Regions from separate parts of the Mus musculus genome. Here all the other regions are linked to region 2. The links are chromatin contacts, called in public Hi-C and Micro-C maps. All regions are on one chromosome and are shown on one strand. Each heading gives the region's core, a stretch centred on a gene start, on an enhancer-like site or on the middle of the called end of the contact. The rest is flanking DNA. Distances are from core to core; before and after follow the strand shown.

Region 1 (2,700 bases), core at 65-2,564, 220 kb before region 2:
GCGGATATGGATTTAGATCTTGTATGTCTCAAATGACTTTAGCCTTCTCGTCACTGGTGTCTGACTGGCTTGATTATTACAGAGCAGCAATTGTTGTTACTTGGGCTTTGAAGATGTTGTTCTTTGTGCTTCTGCATCTATTGTTGGCTTTCAGAAATCTAAAGCCATCCTTTGCATCAAGCCCACAAGTGGAACTAGTATTTTCTCTCAGGAATTTGATAAGACCCTCTCTTTAGGAATCCTCCAAATGGCCAAACTGAATCCCCATGATTATTTTCAAAGATATTTGCATATTTAATGAATGATCTCAACCAAATTTTAAATGACAATTTATAGAATCAGAAAAAGAATCACTAATTTTAAAAGTAAGCCGCTTTCTCTTATGCAGTATTTGACTCAATCTAACATAAGAATCAGGGTTTTCACTGTTGTTGTTCTGTGTTTTGTTTAATTTCAGTTTATTTATAACAAGATTTTATTATACAGCCCAGGCTGGTATCACAGTCAAAACTCTTCTGCCTCCACCTCTCAAGTATAGGGATCATAAACCTGTCCCATCACACCTGACATAAGTATGACATTTTAAATTCCATTTTAAAATTCGATTTTTGAGCAAATGATGTTAAAGACAAATATAAAACAATTCACAACTGAAGGCTCATTCAAAGGTTTTTGGTTTTTTTTTTTTTTTGTTTTTTGTTTTGTTTGTTTTGTTTTTCAAGACAGGATTTTTCTGTGTAGCCCTGGCTTTCCTGGAACTCACTTTGTAGAGCAGGCTGGCCTCGAACTCAGAAATTCGCCTGCCTCTGCCTCCCAAGTGCTGGGATTAAAGGCGTGCGCCACCACCGCCCAGCTCAAAGTTTATTTCTTCTCAGGAGTTAAAATGCCCCGGGTTATTCTGTGTCCCTAAAAATAAGGTCCTAGGTTAACTCTGAACAGTGAGTGTGTTTTCATAACAGTGGGAAATCACAATCTCTTAAAAACAAACGAACACACACACACACACACACACACACACAAACAGGCCTATCAGATACTTCTCTTAGCAGAATGGTGTGCTTTCTTCCAGATGATCTTATTGTTGTCCATAAAGATAGCAGATCTGGGAGGAAAGGTTGCCCTCTTCTGGGACTCGCCATCCAGTGCACTGTGGCCCTGGCACAGAGTAACTGGTGACAGAGACTCTTTTGTGAGCTGTAACCTTGTAACGGAGCCAGAGTTGGTTGGCAGGCTATGATTTCCACGGTCCGCTAAACAGCAAGAGATGAGCCTGGCTCTGGGCCACAGATGCAGGCAGCAAGCCCTGCTCCCGTCTACTTGCTGCTGCCTTGACTTCTGATACTTAAACAATGGAAATGAAACCACCACAGTGCGGAGAGAACAATGGTGTTTTGACAAATGGAACAAAGACAGACTCTGACAGACTATTCAGGTCAGAAAAAAAATTAAGGCAAAGACTTAGGACCTTCTGCCTCCTGCCAAGAAGCCTGTGTGTGTGGGGGGGGGGGAGGCTGGCCCAGGCAAAATGGTCGAACTGGGGTCCTGGCAAGATGGTCCACCTGCTTCCTGGTGGTCTTTTGGATTCAACAGTTTTGTTAAATATTGTTTCTCTTATTAATTTTTTAACATTTATTTTATTTTTATGTTCATTGGTGATTTGCCTGTATGTGTATGAGGGTTTTAGGTCCCCTGCAATCGGAGTATCAGACAGGTGTGAGCTGTCATGTGGGTGCCAGGAATTGAACCCAGGTCCTCTGGAAGAGCAGCCAGTGCTCTTAACCACTGAGCCATCTTTCCAGCCTTAAACATTTATTTTATTGTGTCTGTGTCTAAAACTGGGTACATACTTGTTGTTGTGGGTCTGTGAGGCCAGAGGACAACTTGACCAGAGTCACTACTGTCCATAAAGGACATAAAGGTCGCACGGCTTGAACTCTTACTGCTGGGCACACTTTCCTCTGAGAACCCTTGCCAGCCCTTATTTTAGGACTTTAAACACAATCATAGTAAAATATGAATACTTGGGCCCATACAACCACAACACCTCAGAGATTTAAGAAGAAAGAGATTGTGAGACTTATGGGAAAAATGTTCTTTGTCTTTTTGGAGATGTCCTAAAATGGTTCCAATAGAGTTATGGCCAGGAAGCTGGTACAGACTAAGAAACCTCTTGCTACCCTGTCTCTTGTGAGACTATGCCGGGGCCTAGCAAACACAGAAGTGGATGCTCACAGTCACCTAATGGATGGATCACAGGGCTCCCAATGGAGGAGCTAGAGAAAGTACCCAAGGAGCTAAAGGGATCTGCAACCCTATAGGTGGAACAACATTATGAACTAACCAGTACCCCGGAGCTCTTGACTCTAGCTGCATATGTATAAAAAGATGGCCTAGTTGGCCATCACTGGAAAGAGAGGCCCATTGGACACGCAAAATTTATATGCCCCAGTACAGGGGAACCAAAAAGGCCAAAAAGGCCAAAAAGGCCAAAAAGGGGGAGTGGGTGGGTAGGGGAGTGGGGGTGGGTGGGTATGGGGGACTTTTGGTATAGCATTGGAAATGTAAATGAGCTAAATACCTAATAAAAAATTAAAAAAAAAAAAAAGAAACCTCTTGCTACCCTTTTGAGACTAGTAGTCCTCTTAAAGATGGAAATTGGGAAGCATTCATTTGTGACCTTGAAATGTCATATATATGTGT
Region 2 (2,700 bases), core at 161-2,660:
TTTTTTTAAAGATTTATTTATTATTATATATGAGTACACTTCAGACACCAGAAGAGGGCATCAGATCTCATTGCAGATGGTTGTGAGCCACCATGTGGTTGCTGGGATTTGAACTCTGGGACCCTTGGAAGAGCAGTCAGTGCTCTTAACCGCTGAGCCATCTCTCCAGCCCCCAATGAATGACTCTTAAGGGACTCCACATGGTTGAAACAGAAGGTAGCAATTAAATACAGGATCCCATAAATTCTTTGACAGTTCACACTCACTTTTTTTGAAAATTCTACATGAGGTAGAAGATCGGAATTATGTATGAATAATTTAAGCCCATAATTCAATTCAGCATTATAGGGATTAAGAAGACAGTTTTTTGTTTTGTTGTGTGTTTTTTTTTTTTTTTTTTGTTTTGGTTTGGTTTGGTTTTGGTTGGGCGGGGATGTAATTTTTGTTTGTTGTTATTTTTCAAGACAGGGTTTCTGTATAGCCCTGGCTGTCCTCGAACTAAGCCTTTAAACCAGGCTGGCCTGGAACATACATCCACCTGCCTCTGCCTCCAGAGTGCTGGGATTAAAGATGTTTGCCACCACTGCTTGGCTGAAGACAGAAATTTTATTCCCAGCAAATTTCCAATTAAATCTGTCTGTAAAAAACACACATGAAGAATAAATAATACTGTCAAATTCCTGCATTCTGAGGCTCAGGCAGGAGGATAAAAGATTTGGACGTCCTCCTGCATTACATACAAATCAAGACCTTAACTCAAAATCTGACAGAATAAAATTACCAGAAGAAATACGGAAAATCTAAAAATTTCTTTGAATATTTACATACTTCCATGATTTATAATTTTTGCCCTATACTTGAACTGTTCTGTAAAGTAATACCCACCAATTTACTAAGTTTTTTAAATGTGACAAAATGCCAGGCAGTGGTGGCGCACTCCTTTAATCCCAGCATTTGGGAGGCAGAGGCAGGAGGATTTCTGAGTTCGAAGCCAGCCTGGTCTACAGAGTGAGTTCCAGGACAGCCAGGACTACACAGAGAAACCCTGTCTCTGAGCAGTCGACTCCGTCAAAACTTTTGACAAGGGTGTCCAACATTATAACACTGTATTCATAACGTAAACGTGGGTCAAACAAAAGCAAGCACCCTAAAGCACACAACCCTATTAAGAAAACGCAAGCATCGTATTACCAACCAGCAGACCTGATGGGTGGCGGCCGAGGTGGAAGTCTAGACCCACCTGAAGGAGACTTGAGGGCGACCAGGCCTGGGGAAGTCAGCACGAGGATTTGGTGGGACACCTGAGGTCCAGGGCGACCTTGGTAAGAAACTGGGTGAAAATATTAGAGCGACCTCAAACAGCGCTCAACGCAATGCCTGATTTACCTCAGCGAAGACCGCTCAGTGCTCAGCACTTCCGGGTCATCTTCCCCTACCCAAAGGCGCTTCCGGTTTTCAGTCCGCATTTGTGCGGCTACATTTAAGGAATTGGAGCGGACGTATGTTAGTTTTTCTTTTTCAAGACAGGGCTCTTCTTTGTAGCCCTGTTTGTTATGAAACTCACTCTGCAGACCAGGCTGGCCTCGAAAACGGAGATCTGCCTACCTCTGCCTCCTGAGCGCTGGGAAGACCACCACTGCCGCCCTGCGTATTATTTGGAGGCGGGGGAGGGGTGTTGGGACAGTGTCTTACTATGTAGCCTTGGCTACCTGAAACTCACAGAGATCCGCCTACCTGTACCTACATCCAAAGTGCTGGAATTAAAGGACTATGCCACCATGTTCTGTTATGTTCATTTTAAATAGTCTTTGGAACAATTTAAAAGCAAACAATAACAAAAAAATACCAACCAGTGTTATTGATTAGGAACAACGAACGCTGTAAGAATAAGAAGGAGGAGGTGCCTATCCATTTAATACCTTATGATTTTGGATGTTTGATGTTCATGAATATGTTATTCATCAAGAAGACAATGTAGTTTTTTGTTTATTTGTTTTTTAAGCGAAATATTACATAGAAAAGGAAATGTAGGGAGCAACAAGATGGCTCTGCAGGTGAAGTCACCTGCTACCAGACCTGACGACCTCTTAGTTCTATCACTCGTTGTCCTCTTATCGCTTCCTGTGCCAGGGAGAAGGGAACAGGAAACAGGGAGGGGGTAGAAGAAGAGAAGGGATGGGGGAAGGAGAGACAGAGATAATTTTTAACTTTAGAGAAAAAGAAATTCTAATCTTATTGATTGCACCTCTTCTCTATTCTGAAACCTAACACGATGGTTCACAGGTGAGAACTCATTCCATACAACTATTAATACAGTATGTTCCAGGCCTACAGAGCTTATCCATGCTACCAAAATCTGAAAGGACTCTGACATGCATAGGGTACACAAATACACATACAAGTCAAAACGCTTATATACACAAAATAATACCAAAAAAACCTGCTTTGTAAAGCTCTCTGTTTCACATTGCTATCAAATCTAGAAGTGTTTGGCTGTTACCATCCTCTTCTAATAATTCCTATCCACATTTCTCCAGGTTATCTCCAGGATCCCAGGCCTGAGTGTTGTAAGCTAGCTTCCTGTTCTCTAAGCTTTACATTTTCAAATTAGGACTATGTGTACTTGCCTTAAACTCTGTTTGATTTTTTTTTTTCTTTTAGTCAATCAGAGAACACAGAAAACAACTATCCTCATAGCTT
Region 3 (2,700 bases), core at 186-2,685, 130 kb before region 2:
TGGCCTAGTTAACTAGTATATTAGTGTGTTTACAGGACCACTGGGTATCTTCTCCCTCCTGAAATTCTGAGAAGACCATTCTAATAAATATGTTCTGGCTCAGCGCCCCACTCTCCTCTTACACCCTCTCTTCTCTCCTCTCCCCCCTCAGAAATCTGCTCCCCTCTTTTCAACCAGTCTCTCTTCCTTTTCTTCCTTGAGAACGTACCCCCCCACACACACTCATTCCACATTGTAACCCAGTACTCCAGGAAGATTGTCTTAGTGTGCTTCCCATTGCTATGATAAAATATTGGCCAAAAACCGACCTGGGGAAAAAGGGTTCATTTCATCTGACAACTCTCAGGTTAACCTCCATCGCTGAGGAAAGTCATGGCAGGAACCCAAGGCAGGAACCTGGAGGTGGGAACTGAAGCAGAGGCTTGCTCGCTGCCTGCTGACTTGCTCCTTGTGGCTAGCTTGGCTTACTTTTCAATGCAACTCAGGGCCACCTACCCAGGGTGGCACCACCCACAGTGGGCTGGGCCCTCCCATGTCAATCATTAAGGAAGAAAATACCTGACAGGCCATTTATTGGGGACATTCTATCAACTGAGGATACCATGTGTATATTCTCTAATAAAGTCTGTTTTTACTTTTTCAGCCCACTTTTTAATTGCATTTCCCCCTTATTGTTGCATTTACAATGTTCTTGATCTTCATGGCTCCAAGTTCTGCATCCAGGTTCAATCAACTGCAGACTATAATATTCTGGAGAAATATCTGTGCTGAATACGCAGACCTTGTCATTCCCTAGAAAACAGAGGACATAGAATTTACATTGGATTAGCTATTTTAAGTGCCCTGGAGATGACTTAAAGTACACAGGAGGTTATATAGACACGAACTAAGCCATTTTTATGTAAGCGTCTTGAGCCCCATAGATTCTGGAATCCTTAGAGGAGGGATCCTGGAGTCAATCCCTAACATACACTGAGGCACTGTGTATTCTGGATAAGTCCTTATTAATTAAGTGGGAGCATTCTTTGAAAACTAGTCACCCTTACTTAGCAAGGAGCATGGCCTAGCAACTGGACCAGCAAACTGGGAAGCATAACACAGGGGAAAAAAAAAATAGTTCCAAGGCTTTAGGGACAGGGGGCACCTGGAAAGCTCTCAGAGGCAGCAAGAGCTCTCTAGGCTCCCGAAGCTTTGGCCCAGGTAGGGTTCCGTGACCCGCAGGCAGCAGGCGGGCAGAGGACACTTTAGCCCAACCCACCTAAGTTTCCGGGGAGAGGGGAAGATTTCAGGTAGGAGCCTGCGAGGAGCTGAAGCAGAGGCCCGCGGGGAGGAAGTAGTACTGTGGGCCCCGCCCACGAGGCCCGCCCTCTGTGGCTGACCCGGAAGCGGTTGTGCGTAACCCTGTACGGCACCGCTCTCTTTTCCGGTCGGCGTGTTTCTGGATCGGAGCGTCTTCCGCAGCCCGGCCTTCACCATGAGCGTCCCGGCCTTCATCGATATCAGCGAGGAAGACCAGGTGCACGATGCTGGGCCCTCGGGGCAACGGGTGCGGGGGATTCCCGGGACGGAGCCCGTGAGGGGGAGCGCGCTCTCCTGACCTGGGTCTCGGCGCGTGCGCGGCCGAGGGTCCGGATGCGGGCCCGGTGGGCGCCAGGGCTCGTCCGCAGTCGTCGATGACGACCCAGAACTTTTCGGGGACAGGGACCAGCGTCTGCTAAGTTCGCGTGTGGCCCGCAGGAGCAACTTTGAGCGTGTGAATGCGGGCCTTCCGCGGCCACAGGCGACGGTGGCATGCATTTTACTAGTTGGCTCGCGTTTTCTGTTCCCAGGCGGCTGGGAGGCAGGAGCATCTGGCGGGCCATCCTGGACACTTTGAAGTTCACTAATTGGGGTTTACACCTGGGTGTACAGGACAGATGGCTTCTCCTTTTTCTGTAACAGGAGGTTAATTGTTGGGATGACAGTCTTTTAATTTTCTACAACCCAAACTGTTCTTCGTGAGCATGCATACGCTTTTATAATACCCACTGACAGAAACTTGGGGTTCCATATGTTACACAGGAGAAGAAAGGAAGTTATGCACACATAGAAAGATGCCGCATTAAGAGTATTTGACAGCAGAGGAAGCTAGAGTTCCCAGGCATTGACTAGTATTTACCAAAAAGGTACTTCAGGCCAGGGGCTGAATAGAGCCTTGGCATTGGCCATATTGTAGAGTGTCTTGTTGTCAGCAAGAATGATATAAAAACATTAAACTTAACTAATTCTTAGAAAAAGATTTGTAAAGCAGGAAGTGAACAAATGCTTTCTTTACATCTTGGTTAGATTATATATTTGTGTCATAAAGAAAAAGAATGATTTCTGCTGTTATTTTGCTTTTTCTAATATGACACTTGAGTTTTCAAAATATCTTTTTTATAATACCATGCCATCTTCTGTATAAAATTACTATGCTATTGTTTGGAAAAATAATTCCATCAGACCTAAGGGTTTGTTAGGTTTCTGAGGTCACCAAACACATTTGTGGGATTAAAAATGTTGGTTATTTTCCCCAAGGCTCTTTTGGCTTTGTCCAGACAATTTGACATCCGTGCTTTTTCTTTCCCCAACCCCCTTCTTGTTTTGATATTTGGGAAGTGTTTCACTATGGCTTGTTAAACCTTGGCTGGCCAGGAACCTGTAGAGATCCCCCTGCCTCTG

Evidence for each region. Hi-C and Micro-C count contacts between places; a contact is called where the count stands out from the background.
Region 1: a contact with region 2 is called in a Hi-C map of uterus, with 4 times the contacts expected there. The contact joins the enhancer-like site here to the promoter of Ccdc73 in region 2. A contact is called at or near these places in 11 of 39 promoter capture datasets (the 3T3-L1 cell line, 3T3-L1-derived adipocytes, the HPC-7 cell line and 6 more), 8 of 484 Hi-C or Micro-C datasets (the AML12 cell line, the HL-1 cell line, LSK cells and 5 more) and 1 of 9 other capture datasets (liver).
Region 3: a Micro-C map of embryonic stem cells shows a contact between it and region 2, with 4 times the contacts expected there. The contact joins the promoter of Eif3m here to the promoter of Ccdc73 in region 2. A contact is called at or near these places in 9 of 39 promoter capture datasets (the 3T3-L1 cell line, 3T3-L1-derived adipocytes, cranial neural crest and 5 more), 11 of 484 Hi-C or Micro-C datasets (the AtT-20 cell line, Sertoli cells, cardiomyocytes and 5 more), 3 of 115 datasets of contacts at active chromatin or transcription factors (T-cell acute lymphoblastic leukemia, bone marrow-derived macrophages and stem cell-derived neural progenitor cells) and 4 of 9 other capture datasets (adipose tissue, liver, macrophages and 1 more).

Annotation. Positions count from the first base shown.
Region 1 is chr2:105,107,530-105,110,229 of GRCm38.p6, reverse strand. The region is part of intron 1 of Wt1os (Wilms tumor 1 homolog, opposite strand); the gene reads left to right. Among named protein-coding and RNA genes, the nearest start is that of Wt1os, 18 kb to the left of the region's middle. Within about 2 kb of position 1,314, at least 66 of the 459 cell types and tissues checked have an H3K27ac peak or open chromatin away from gene starts, as enhancers often do. A contact at or near this core is called in uterus, where this site is marked.
Region 2 is chr2:104,885,034-104,887,733 of GRCm38.p6, reverse strand. It overlaps Ccdc73 (coiled-coil domain containing 73), which reads right to left and starts at 1,410. Exons shown (of 18, transcript NM_177600.4): 1 at 1,241-1,410.
Region 3 is chr2:105,015,762-105,018,461 of GRCm38.p6, reverse strand. Eif3m (eukaryotic translation initiation factor 3, subunit M) reads left to right here and starts at 1,435. Exons shown (of 11, transcript NM_145380.2): 1 at 1,435-1,516. The coding sequence starts at 1,475. It overlaps Gm38521 (predicted gene, 38521), which reads right to left and starts at 1,341. Exons shown (of 2, transcript NR_165821.1): 1 at 1,259-1,341; 2 at 1-792.